2 separate regions of the Danio rerio genome follow, and region 2 is linked to region 1. A link is a contact called in public HiChIP or PLAC-seq data. All regions are on one chromosome and are shown on one strand. The core of a region is the stretch at or near the end of the contact, and the rest is flanking DNA. Distances in the headings are between cores, read along the strand shown. Region 1 holds the start of hectd1 (HECT domain containing 1). Region 2 holds the start of coch (coagulation factor C homolog, cochlin (Limulus polyphemus)).

The links. HiChIP or PLAC-seq counts read pairs in DNA pulled down with a chosen protein or histone mark.
Region 2: a contact with region 1 is called in an H3K4me3 HiChIP or PLAC-seq map of gastrula embryo, with 2.9 times the contacts expected there. The contact joins the promoter of coch here to the promoter of hectd1 in region 1. A contact is called at or near these places in 2 of 4 datasets of contacts at active chromatin or transcription factors (embryo and gastrula embryo).

Annotation. Positions count from the first base shown.
Region 1 is chr17:30,152,599-30,159,603 of GRCz12tu, reverse strand. It overlaps hectd1 (HECT domain containing 1), which reads right to left and starts at 4,549. Exons shown (of 41, transcript NM_001002504.2): 1 at 4,309-4,549; 2 at 169-403; 3 at 1-56. The coding sequence starts at 4,448.
Region 2 is chr17:30,247,567-30,255,080 of GRCz12tu, reverse strand. coch (coagulation factor C homolog, cochlin (Limulus polyphemus)) reads left to right here and starts at 4,384. Exons shown (of 12, transcript NM_001003823.1): 1 at 4,384-4,448; 2 at 4,866-4,914; 3 at 5,017-5,061; 4 at 5,593-5,749; 5 at 5,829-5,962; 6 at 6,576-6,644; 7 at 6,720-6,776; 8 at 6,868-7,015; 9 at 7,098-7,201. The coding sequence starts at 4,881.

The sequences.
Region 1 (7,005 bases), core at 3,300-5,799:
AGTCCTCCTGCTTCAAATACAGCTCCAGACTCCCGAGTGCAGATCAGCTCCAGAACCTGATGACAAGAGACAATATATGGTAATTTACCATTCAAAAACAACAATTTACCTCATAGAGCCAACTGAAAAAGTGTTTCAAGTCAAGGCAAGTAATATAATAACATCTACCTTTACACATTGTTCAGCCAGATCTCTGCTGGTCCTGTTGTTGAGCTCCACCACCACCAGCCGGTTACACAGGGCTTTGATGGCTCCATCTACTCCCACAATCCTGCGAGTGCATTCAGCGGACACGTCCAGGTAGTAGGTGATGGCTCTGGCTGTCACTTCCAGCACATTATCGGGTGCACTCTCATCCAGAAAGATCTTACACAGTGCTGGAAGAAACGTCCGTGGAGGACACCTGCGGTGATAAGACAGCAGATTGTCAGAGTGAAATGAAATGATATATTTTAGGGCTGCACAATATGGAGGGACACTGCAGATACATGATTAACTTGCTGGAGAGAGTACAATAGTGATATGCAATGAAATAAAATGAAGATATGACAAAATAATACATGTAGATAACAACAGAAAATGACATCCAATATAGGTTGCCAGTTCTTGAGAGATAAACAAATCTTACAAAGTTACAAAGTTAACAGCCTTTTAATAAAGTAACATGCAATATATCCCTCAAGTGACATTCAGTTAAAAGTATCAGTCATCATTACTAATGAAAATGAACAGTCTATTTGAACAATTGGGAGGTTTAATTTACATGAGCAAACTTTATGCAAAAAAACTGCTCATGCAGATCAGTGTGCTTGGGTTAAAGAGGTTACTCTCATTTCCTCTTCTTGCAACCATCCTCCTGATCTACAGTCTTTAACAAACCCCTTGTGACCGAGCTTGGTCATCAACAATAATAAAAAAATATACTCCCACACACAAAAGGTGCTTCCATCTTTGTCTTGATTCTCTTTAACAGTTCTAGTGGCTTTCTTGTCTTGACTGACAATGCAGTTTCAGAAATAATCAACCACCAAATGTAATTTTAGAATAGCCAAGACAGGTAAATACTGCTCCAATCTAGAATGAACCCTTTAATAATGCATGTTGCTTTGTAAATATAATGACGGCAGATATGTGTGTACTTATAAATTTGGACGGGGGAATTTTTCCCCTAATAAATAATTTAATATTTACGTTTTATGGATTCTCTTTATTGTTCAATGAAGTAAAAAAACATGCAATTATTCATTTGCCAATATCTGTGACATTATGGGTACAACATTTATATATTAACAGGTAATGAGATTCTATCCACAATAGAAACACCTTTAGATTTAGACATGATAGTTTAAATCTCATGCCTAATACACATTGAGAGAATGCAGTGTTATTTTTAAAGGTACAGTATGTACGTTTGACATCCAGTGGTTGAACTAGGTATTGGACTTCTGGTTCAAAACACACCCAAGCGCAGATTGCCAGATTGATGACACCAACAGGAGTGAGTCCGACTAGAGCCTAAAGGATGATTTAAGTTGTGTTCTAAATAAAAGCAACGAAAAGTGATAGAAGGAATATTTTTCATATTAAAAGGCATTTTTGTCCTAACCAACACCTAAATTTATATTTTAGCAATGGCTTTCATTTCTTGCAGCTGAAGAACAGAAAACTATGAAAATTATCACCTAAGGTACACCTAAATATGCTTTAATCACTGTTAAATGTTTGTGTGCCATTTTACATAACATTTATTACTATTCTACTGAAAGCAAGAGCAGATAGTTTACCTCAGTTGTTAAAAATAAAATAAACCATTTGAAATAGAACTGTGACTCATATCAACACATATCAGTAATTCAGCATGTACATTTAATAATACTAAAGAGAGATTTAATATGTATTAATTCAATTATAAACCTTGCCATTTTGTTGGAGTGCAGTGAGTGCACTATTCTGTGCTTCTGAACGGCTGTATTTAAATTTCCGTCCCGTGTCGTCTGGCGCAAACAGCCAATTTGCTCATCACTGCGTATCTCCTCACGTATAATGTTGTTAGGACACGGGGTTACAATGTAACCTGCTTACCTAATATTTACGTTCGTAATATTTATATTTTATATTTGCTAAATAATAACCACCTTATGTGAAATTCTGCATCTGTATTTCAATTCAGAGGCTGTTACTGTCATATTTCAGTTACAGACATACACAGAGCCCCGTTTTCCCACAAAGACAACCCGGAGTACTAAAATTTAATAGGCAAAACTGGCATTGGACGGGTTAAATGATTAAAATAAAGACAGCCATTCTGAAACGAAATTCAAAGCAGAATATCTAACTCTAGCCTTGTTTTTCAGATAAACAAAAATGTTCACTTAATATGTTTGCAGATAATTAAGAAACATGCTATGTAGGACTGGGCTGATAAAAAAAAATCGATATTTATTGACAATATACCATTGTCAATAACGATATTAAAAAAAAAGTTTGATATAAAACACTAACTTTATTAAAATGTGGCTGCTGAGCGCATGCCTTGAAAGAAATGCCAATAAACTTAAGGTTATTTCCAATAGAGGTGCACGGTTTGACGCAACTACTGTGTAATTATTATAGACACTTTTCAGATGTTGATCAACCTTAAAGTTTGCTTTGATTGTTCAGTGTTTACATTTTGTAACGTTTTATTTATTAAGTTTGAGTCTCTTTAGCACTTAGGTTTATTTTATTATAAGAGAACAGATATTTTTGCTTATTTTTTGCTTATGTTGCTTATGTTAAAACTATTTGCCTTAGTAAATTAAAATAAATGGTTAAAAAAATAAAAATTCTAATATTCCTGAATGAATTGTGAATTTTTTTTTAATAATTAGATACCGTATGATTTTTAAAATGTATTTCCCTGCCTTAATATTTTGGTATTTTTATGCTTTAGAACAATCAAAAACTTACATACAGTACCTTTAAAGTGCATGTTCGCATAAACATTTCCATGTATTGGACATATAAACATATATAGAATATTAAATTGAAGAGATATCAAAAACAACTAAACGCACTCAGTTGTAAATTTGAGCTCTGCTCTTTTTAACATGATAAACTTTTATTTTGTATTTTACATGTAGGGTTGTAACAATATACCGGTATGACGGTTTACCACGATTTGAACGTGCACGATTATCATACCATGAACAATTGCATATCAACGGTTTTAACCCTTAAAGACCGAGACAGCCGCCCGCGGCTAAAAATAAGTATTGCTCTTAAATGTTTAATAACTTTTGATCCGCTGATCTGATTCATACAATTCAAAGATTGGCATAAAGAAGCGAATCTCAGCTTTAAAGTGCTGTATCACATAACATTCGCTGATTTGACAAAGAAACGCTCGTCACTGTGTCTCCGGACAAATCAGACATGATACATTGATGCATTGTCCCTCCTCCATGCCCAGATTGGTTCAAACTCGCTATATCACAACCAATAAGCATAGGTTTCGCTTTTGTTTGTGGACCAACATGAGCTTTTTGAACAACACTGAATGAGAGAAAGGCATACATTTATGCGCGGCTAAATAAAACGCCAAAAAAAAAAAGTTTTTCATGAAATAATTCTCATACTAAGTACTTTTGCATGCACAGCAGCACAGAAACATGACAAAACAGTGACACAGCAAAGACGAACTGCTGCTCTTGCTGTTTTCAAAAGACGCAAATGAAGGTGCAGCTGTTTGTCTGCATTGCAGACAACCATATCCAAATCCATATCCACAGACAACCATATCCATGCTGGCACATAAAACCTAAAGATGTTCCATATTGAATCTAGTTTCGTTATGTAACTATTTATAGTATAGTAAATATTTATATCTATTTTTTTACTGAGGATTTGCACCATGTTTATTTGGACTTTATTTGGACTTTGACACATTATTTATTATTTTCTTATTTTTATTTGTTCATTGTAGGTGTTGTTTAAAGTAACTAAAAATATATTATTTGGAAAAAGTCAAATTTGCTTCACTGTTCTATTATTTTGTAACATTTGTAACATACCGTATACCGCGAAACCGTCAAACCGTGGTATTGTTTTAGACGATTATCATACCGTGAAAAATTCATACCGTTACAACCCTATTTACATGTACATTTTTTTTGTTTATAAATGTTTGCTTATATTTACTGGTATTAGCCATCATAATGACATTTACATTTGGTACAACACACAAATTATAGATTTACTCTGATCCCATTTAAATAGGAAAATATACACCACCCACCAGGCACAGTAACAGCATAATAGTACACTCACGTTTCGAAGCAGCGGTCCACATTGTCTGACATGAGCAACAGCATGCAGAGCTGCTCCAAGGCGATGAGCTGCATATCCCGCTCATCGCCCTGTCCCATCTGCAACCATTCCAGCAACGTGTCCGGGTCCACGTCCGCCATGATGCCCCACTTCCCAATCCACCCGACACCCAGTCACCCTGCCAGCAGCAGGAGAAAAATGAACAGGGGCAGTCACTGGTCCTCTTGAAGTCTCATCAAGTCTTCACCTTAGTAAGAAAACAACAGAAAATATGAGTGTGGAAATGACATCTGGGATACATCACTCAAAACCCTCTGCAATGATGCCTCAGGGCTCTAAGCTTCACCTTCTCCCCCTTGATGATGTGTCTTTTGGTGCCGAGCTGAAAACGCAGCTCTTGAGTAATTGAATGATAACTCTTGGGTAATAATGAACCGGGTGGAGTAGATGACTCTTTGAAGATGTATGCACTTGAAAGGTATACTAATAGGAGTAGATCAGACTATAAACATGATGAACTGTTGCCTGTAATCAAAGCACTGAAAGAAATCGGTGTGATTAGCTGATTAGCAAGCCTGGCCAACAAACAGTTCGCATGATGATGAATAGTTCATCAATGACTCACAGTGTGTGGCCCAAACAGCCCAGCTCTTCACAGACACACAGCAGGCAACAAAAACTGAGAATCACTAGGCTTTTATTGTTCTGAGAAACAAACCATTAAAGAGCAGCACTTTTCTAAAGCAGACAAGCTGAGCTAAGCATTGGGATAAATTCATAAGAATGGCAGATTTATGTGAAGTAGCAAAAGTCTGTCCTTCATTACTGCCCGGCTGGCTGCAGACAGGCTTCAGATGGATACACCAGCTTCTTAGAGGCTAACAGAGAGATCCACTTATCAACAGATTAAGAGGCTAACTTGACTTGGGGAGAATGTCCTGTTGAACTTGACAGTCAAAGCAAGTGTTTAGGGCCTGATCCACACTTTTACAGGATGCAAAGAAGAAAATCTTGAAAAAAAAACTGCCCTAGAGTAATTAGTGTTTATGCTGGCATTTTTAAATGAAACTAAAGATACAAAAAAAAAAGCCTTTTATGGCTCTTGTAGTTTTTGACAACTTACTGAACATCCAAACATCCGTTTACACATCATACTATTTTTATCAGTCAAGTCATGATGATGTTCCTATAAATGTGTGAAAGAGTGTTCAGCACTTTGGGCAATGTTGTGTTGTAAAAATGTGCTATATAAATAAACTACTACTACGACAAAAAAAAAACATCAAGAATTCCTGTTCACACACAAACATTAAGATCTGCTTTAGGAATACGAGAATCATGATGACAATCACAAGAAACAAACAGGTATGCTTGAGTATTTTATTAGGTCTTTTTAGTCGCATCTTCTGAAGTTAAGTACTATTTTTGGTTTGATTGCTCATTGGCATTAGGCCTGTCACAATATCTATTTTTGTTTTATGAAATATTGCACCAAAATATATTGCGATAAACTATATTATTGTAATTTTAAGGCCATTTTATGCCACTCATTATATAATGCCTGAATGACAATACAGTATTATCACGATGCAAGTACTCTATTCCAAAAAACACACAATATTTTATTCTTAAGAATTTTCATTTAATAAGTCATTTTAACCATTTAAAATTGAGGCATTAGAATCAGAATGTGAAAACTTATATCCTAAATAAATAATAATCATAATAATAATAAATGTAAAAAAACAGGTGCAAGGTAAAAAGTAACAGAGATTGCGATATCTGCTACCAGATCTCAGATACCCACATGAAAAAAGTAGTAATTCATAGTGGATAAAATAGTTTTTTTAACCATACTGAGACTAACACATCCAATAGAGACAGAGATGTTGCACTATCAGCTTAAATGTTTTATGTATGGATGATATATATTGCATCACCAAAAATAATCGAGGTCATGTCCATGTACTGTGTGACATATCGATATATTTATAATTGTGACAGGCCTAATTTGCATTTGGTGTGTTCATATTTCAGCCGAAACAAACAAGTTTATTTGGAAGGGGAACAAGAAGGTGGGTTTTTTTTGTCACACCATGGCATTTACACTTATTCAAATGAACTGCATTAACAGCAAACTCACACCAGGGCAGTTTAATTGAAGCAAACTTGCTAATTGTGAACACCCCCTAAATGAGTTTTAAATATGAAAGTCGCCAGATTGTAATCAAATTATACAATTGCAGCATATGCTTGCACCAATTAACTTTTTAATCTATGAGAGAACATATCCTGAGTTGCTCTTTCTGGTTTTGTAACCTTAACAGTAACACTGGGCCATTGTGAAGCAAACAATGCATCCAATATGCTAGACTTCAGAAAACAAGTTATGATGCCATAGCCCTGGGATACACTCTCTCTTGGAAAGAGAACTCTGAAAGTTTACTGTAATTATGCCATTTTCAAACTAATAGATATGTTCATTCCCAGTCGATTAATCCACTAGACCAATAACATACAATTTATATTCATAACATCAAGTTATTGTTAAGGTTCTGTTTGTAGTTTATTAACTAAAACCTATTAAAGCCCAAAGTTCTGTTTTGATACATACACTGTAAAACCCAAAAAGTTAAGGTAACTTAAACCCCTTGAGGAAAACTGGTTGTAACAAACCATTTAAGCTGAAAAACTAAT
Region 2 (7,514 bases), core at 3,135-5,634, 96 kb before region 1:
ATAAACGCATTTAATTTCAATAAAAATGTGGAAAAAGTGAAGCACTATGAATACTTTCCGGATGCACTTTATATGCATTGCTAAAAACTTTATTTTTTTATTTTTTTATTGATTCCAGATTTTGAAACAAATCAACCAAATATTGCACATCCTAACAAACCATGCATCAATGAAAAGCTTATTTATTCAGAAATTTTGAAAAAATTGCACTGTAAAAATACGGTAAACTACTAACAACTAGTAGTACCTATATATGGTCGTAATGTTACAGCATAGCTAGTGTAATCTGCTGCAGCTTCTGTAACAGAAAATATTACAGCACTGTGTTTTTGAAAAAGTTCTGCACTGTGTATTACTATCAAGCATTTGATTGCAATTTACTTTTGTTGTTTTATCTCACCTGTTGTAATCGACATAAACTTAAATACAGTCACATGTTTTAAAGCACTCTTGAGCGTTGTAACGTTGCTAGAAGTTGATTAAAAAAAACAATGTTCCAATGCACAGACGATTGCTGCGAACAAATTGTAAAAACAAAAGATTACCTTGATAACATGCTCTTATGAAAACACTGCTTCACCAGGTTTTGTGGTCCGGAGTCACACATAGCCCTCTAAATAGCGAATCTATCCACTGGTGACGTTTTCAATTCCATTATAATTTTTGACCAAAATAAGTAGAGAATAAACATTTTAAACCAGTGTGTTTGTAAAAGATATTGCATTGGGGGTCAACTTTCTTTTTTTCTTATCAGCTTTTATGCAGGCCACAGTTGGGTTTTAGGTTACAGCTAATGTGTATTGCATTATTTACAGTGTCATGTGTTACCATGATGGTGTTCAGTGATTGCGTGAATGACTTATGCTTTCAAATCAGTATGTACTTTTTCAGCTTGTGGAAATTCTTTTTGACGAATCAGTTCATTTGTTTATGAGACTTTCTCATGGTTGTCAGTGTACTGCAAGAGTAGATATTGGCACTTCAGTTGATAACCCAAGTAACAAAGAATTCTGACCCAAATTTGGCAAAAAGCTGGAACAGCAGACATTCATCTGGCTCTGGGATACAGCATGTGGGCCAAACATGGGCCGGGTGTGGCAGAGATGGCACCATCATTAAGGTGACACACAAGACTTGGGCCAGACACTGAATTAAGTATTTGGCCCAGATGTTCAAATCGGTATGTGAGCCACATGAAATTGGCCTATTTTGACCCACATTTGAAAAAGATTTAAATTATTTTTGAGTAAAAAAAAAATTCTACCAATCAGAAAAAGTGGGTTCATGGGTTTATTAATTTCATTGCAACATATCTGGCCCAGTTCAGTCCCGGTTATGGGTTATTATCTTGGCTGAGACTTGGCCTAGACATAGTTCATGTTTGGCTCTTGTCTGGAAGCCAGACTTGGTCCAGTCATTTACCATAATTCACTGTGGCATGTGGGCCGAGCAAAAGCAGATTGTGTGGGCCAGAGCTAGGCTTTGCTATGTGGTAAGCTACTACCCCTTGTTGTCAAAATGAAGTTAGATTGATAATACCAAAAAGCTGTATATATAATGTATATTTTATTATGTATTATGTAATGTATTATTTTACTTGTTTTTTTTTTGTTTTTTTTTGCAGCACAGTATATAAATACTTCTTAATAGAACCTGATTGTGTCTTTGTTTTCCACTAGTCCAGCCTATCATGTTTTAGTTTGGCACAATAATTAAGCTTCTGAAACCGCTGGAATTGACTCATTAATGGTTTTCATCTAAGCAAGCTTTACTTGATATGGAAGTTCACACTCTGGCTGGGAAACTCGATGTTACCTTCGTGACCTTCACAAATATTTCCTTGTGAAAGAGCGCTTTAGCCTGACATGGACTTTGTGTGCTGTGAAATATTCATTAATTGAGACACTGGGACAGTTCCCGGTTGTTACAATGAGCAGTTGTTCAAAGAGGCTCATAACAGATGGATTGAGTATCGTTCCTTCAGCTTTTTTTTTTTTATCTGTCGCACCTCTACAAACCTCCACTCCACTTAATCACTACATGCCAATGAATCGTGAGATGCCACAGTAAACATATCATATTCCTGTTTGCTGCCAGGATTAAAGCTGGAAATGGTCCACAGTACAGCTGATGAAGGACGATTACGTAAAAGTGACCAGGAGAGGACAGAGACCTCTTTGAAAACTGGACAGCCTCATGCTGACCAACCCAACTGTTCTGTTTTACATAAGAACGCACAGTGTGCTGGAGATAAAAACTAATTAAGGATGTTTTGCCAGCATAAGCTTCAGCTAAAGGAATAGAAAATACAAGCTATCATAATTTACTCACCCTGCACTTGTTCAAAACCTACTTGGGCATTCTTCAAAATATTCTTTTGTGTTCAACAGAATAAACTCAAGTTTTAAAACCAAAAGGGAGAGTAAATAGAGGTAAGAGTTTTGAAAGTGTTAAAAATGCTGGCCTTCTGCTGTTGAGTAACAAATTGTGCATAAAAAATGCAAGCGCTGTTTAAAATAATGTTTCAAAATTGAACCCAGTGAATAGGTTTGTCCATATTTTTTTTATTTTTAAATTTGCCCTGAAATAAGCCAGTCTACAGGTGTCACAGTGGCACAGGGGGTAGCAAGATTACCTCACAGTAAGAAGGTCCCTGGTTCAAGCCCTGGCTGGGTCATCTCGCATTTCTGTGTGCATTTCTGAGTTTGCATGCTCTCCCCTGTTCACATGGGTTTTCTCTGGGTGCTCCGGTTTCCCCAACAACCCAAAAACTTGCGTTATAAGGGAATTGAATAAGCTAAATTATCCGTAGTGTATGTGTGTGAATGCAAGAGTGTATGGGTGTTTCCCAGTGTTGGGTTGTGGCTGGAAGGGTATCTGCTTTGTAAAACACGTGCTGGATAAGTTGGCAGTTCATAGTGACAACCCCAAATTAATAAATGGACTAAGCTGAAAAGAAGATGAATGAATGAACAAACTCTATTTTAGATACAAACAATGGGTGACACAAAGGGTAACGCTGCCGCCTCACAACAAGGTTGCTGGTTCAAGTCTCATATAGCATTTCTGTGTGGAGTTTGCATGTTCTCCCTGTGTTTGCATGGATTTCCCCGTGTGCTCCAGTTTCCTCCACAGTCTAATGAAGCGCTGTAGGTGAACTAGATAAGCTAAATTGTCAGTAGTGTATGTGTGTGAATGAGAGTGTGTTGGTGTTTCCCAGTGATGGGTTGCAGCTGCAGGGCAATTCGCTGCATAAAAGTATGCTGGAAAAGTTGGCGGTTCATTCCGCTGTGGCAACCCAGATTAATAAGCCGAAAAGAAAATCAATAAATGAATGAAAATGGTCATTTTTCTGCTGTTGATGGTTCTACAAAAACCTTTGACAGCCATGGAACCTTTTTGTCCACAAAAGGTTATTTTAAGTGTAAATGGTTATTTAAATAATCAATATTTTAATCAAAATGGTTAATATATTTATATAAAAAATGAAAATGTAGACATTCTTCCACAGGAAATCATATTGTAAATTAGATATATGAAGAGTTCAGATCCAAAAGCTAAATAAAAAAATGATTTGATATTTCCCTCTGACATGAGCATTTTTCTCTACACAACTTCTGTGTGTAGGCTGAGCAATTTTACTTTTATAGTGACGAATAACTTCTTTTCGTTGCCTTTAAAGTGAAATAACTGAACAAAAACCCAGAAGACTTAGAAAAATGTTCATTATAAGAGAAAATTTCAGACGGCTTATTGAGGTTTTTGCATCTGAACTCTTCATATACTGGATAATTGCAGTATACTAGCTCATTGATGTTGTGGCTCTATTGATTTGTATAGGTTTTCTCAATGGACTGTGGGTTTTATTTCCATCAGTTGAATCATTCTGGGTAAGATTTGTGTTTATATCATATTTTACAGCACTGAATCAAGCTTACATGCACTTGATTAACCTTAAGATAAAGTTTTGAAATGCCTGTCATTGTATTATAGGACTCTGATGTTGAAAATGTCACTCAGCAGTTTAAAAAGTGACTTTTATTGACATTTTCAGAGGTGTTTTCTGGGTTAATCATGTAAAACATATAAATAAATAAATACAAGCTGAATGAATGGATGGGTGGTTTAATTATCTTAGATGATTTATTGCTCTACTCACCAACACTAACTAAACAGTTATTATATCGGTAAGGGATGTAGAACATTGCATATCTTAAGGTCTGAAAAGCAGGAGAATTTAAAACAATGTCCTTTTCAGGTGGTTTGGCTCTAAGGGCCGCCTCTTGTGACGTCAGCAGGGAATCATTGGGCTTTTCGGCGACATTATTTAAAGGACAAGCTCTTTCCTCAATATCCAGACACCTCTGGAATATCATCCATAAGGGAATTACTTTATTTTTTGTGTATAAGCTTTTAAGGCTGAGGAAACGTCATCCTACACAAAATCTGTAAGTTGGATTAAATCTTCATAGGTTGATGATTTTTGGCTGATTAGTGCCTTTTAATAGTGATCATTTTATATATCCAGATAGTTTTTTTTCTCTTCTTCTCTCTTTTCGTCCCTCTGTCTCCTTTTCCCTCACTCTGTGAGTGGATTAACTGAAGTATGCATTTCCAGAGGAGCTGTTTATGATGGATGTGTCTGGGGAGATTACATTTTTCCTGTATCATATCTGATTTCACTTGTGCGAGCCAAATACATTTTACACACCTAGATAAAAGGAAGAATAAAGATAGATTTAAAAGCCTCAGAAAGTTTAGGGGTTTTTTTGTTAAAAAAAAAAAAAGAGTATAAAGTGCTTTTAATGCAGAATGGGGTGCTTTTGTTCACTGGTGCCTGGTAAAATGCTCTTTTGTCTCTACAGAAATCTTCATTAACCATGTCGTTGTGGTTTGCTGTCCTTCATGTTTTAGGTAGGTGATTCTTTAATTGAAGCAACTGATACTAAACACTTCTAATACTGAATTATCATCAAATTTAATTATCATATGAATGCGTTTCTTTCTTTTTCACAGGTATTCTCTCTTTGAGCTGGTGCACTTCTGGATCTGAATTAAACGGTCAGTTTTTACAATCTCTTTAGTGCATATCTTGTCATATTAAATATCGCTATAAAGTTGCAGCACATTTTTGTAAACTCTGACTTTCTTGTTTTTAATTGGGCTGATCAATAGCTATGAGACATTTTTTATATAACAATTTAATTTATAGTTTTATTCATCCATTTTTTATAATTCATAAGTAGCTGAAAGATCTTTTAAAATACAATTATGTATGTAAAATGTAAAATACATTAAGTTCAAAATGTTTATTAGGTTTGCTTCGTTTTTTAAAACCTTTTAAAATCTATTTAAGTGAAAAAAGTATTTCATTTATGTTTTCAGTGGCACAGACATATTTTGAATATATAATTTACTTTATTTATTATTAAGGATTTATTTTACTAATTAATTAATAAATTTTTTATCAGAAAAAGAACACACTTTATGACAAATTTTCCAGTCAAATGAATTTTTATCTGTATTTAAGAGACTTTTTAAAAACCTATTTATTGTTTAAATGTTTGCTTTAAGTTTGATATTCTGTTTTAGTGGCAACGCCGATTAGCTGTGGGACTCGTGCGGTGGATCTGTCAGACACACATCTGCTGGTGCTCTGTCCAGCAAACTGCTCTCTGTGGAGCCTCTCAGTGTTTGGTTCTGGAGTTTATGCCTCTATTTCCAGCATATGCGGAGCAGCCATTCACAGGTACAGTTTTCACTTTAAACGATACAGTTGCAGACTTGCTAGACTCCAATAACAAGGAAAACGTTTGTCTTTCATCCAGAGGAATCATAGGTCTGTCTGGTGGACCAGTGGAGGTTCACGGACTGCAAGGGAGGACAAACTACCTCAGCTCTTACGCTCATGGTGTTCAGTCGCAGTCACTGTCGCAATGGAGCGCATCGTTCACTGTGGCCCGTGAGTGGAGACAATTACTAATACCAATTGGATGTGTAGATTTATTTACAGATTCAAAGATTTGCTGAACATAAATATTTTCATTACACTTGCGCACAATCTCTAATCTAATCTAATCTAATCTAATCTAATCTAATCTAATCTAATCTAATATATATATAATATAACCCAATATAATATAAAATCACACAATATAATATAATAATTTGTCTAATCATTATATATGTTGTTCACAATGATCTTATACTTTTAAAATTATAACATGTACAAAAGAAAAGAAAGACTGCAGCAAACAATAACTTCAGGAAAAGTGATATTAGATATATCATCAGCTGATATTGATATTAGCCGATAAATGTTAATTTGCAGTTTTATTGATTTGTGTTTTGTTTGCATAATCAGGATGAGAAAAAGTCATTTCAAGATGTAGATTTATCAGCCTACATTTCAGTTATTGACTTCCAAATTTAAAGTATGATCTGTTTTCAATTCAGCCAAACCGTTCATATAAATAATATGATGTATACAATTGTTTAAATTATCATAGTAAATAAATGTAGCTTTAGACCTCTATATAAAGATTTGTCACGCTAACTTTGTTCTTTTGTCTCAGGAACAATTAGCTTGCCTTTGGAAGTGTCCAGCCAAACCAGCAGTTCTGCCACCGTCGCATCTGGAGCAGGTACTAAATGTTCATATAACTGAAGATATTTGACATGTGTGGGCTAAACTAAGCATTCCTATTTCTGTCTTGCAGCCAAGAAGCCAGTGAAAAAAATAGTGAAGAAGCCTCCTCCAGCAACAGCACACAAAGGTCTGTACTGGCTGATTTTCTTTTCTAAGAAACTTATTGTAAGTAGCGTGACGTGGCATGTGTGTTATTATATAATATTACCTTGTTCCAGATTGTCCAGTTGATATGGCTTTGTTGCTGGATAGCAGCTACAACATCGGACAGCGGCGGTTCAACTTGCAGAAGAACTTTGTCAGTAAACTTGCAACCATGCTGAAGGTTGGGACACAAGGTCCTCATGTAGGAGTGGTGCAAACCAGGTGATCTGTGCATAAACACAAGTCATTTATCATAGTGAGCACTTATCAAGAAGTCACCTATAATCCATGTCTTTCTTCCCAGTGAAACACCTCGAACTGAATTCTACCTGACAAACTATACGACAGCCAAAGATGTGACCTTTGCCATCAAAGAAATCCCGTACATTGGGGGCAATACCAATACAGGTTTAATAACTTCTTCTGAACTGCGTATTTCATATGAACGAATGGGTTGAACACATGAAATATTTTTGTAAGTAAATCATGCCACCCTTTAGAAGATGTAAACTGAACAAATGTAATTTATAGTGATGCACTTAAAATAAAATCCAAATAAATGAAGTATACACATGCATATATATTCTTAATTAATTTACATTTATAAACAAATTGGTTGAGCAAATAAGTTGCTTGCTCCAAAAAATTGTCTAGGAATCAAGTGCAATAATAAATAACTCACTCACTCATAAAAATAGTTCATTTTTGGCACATTTTGGCA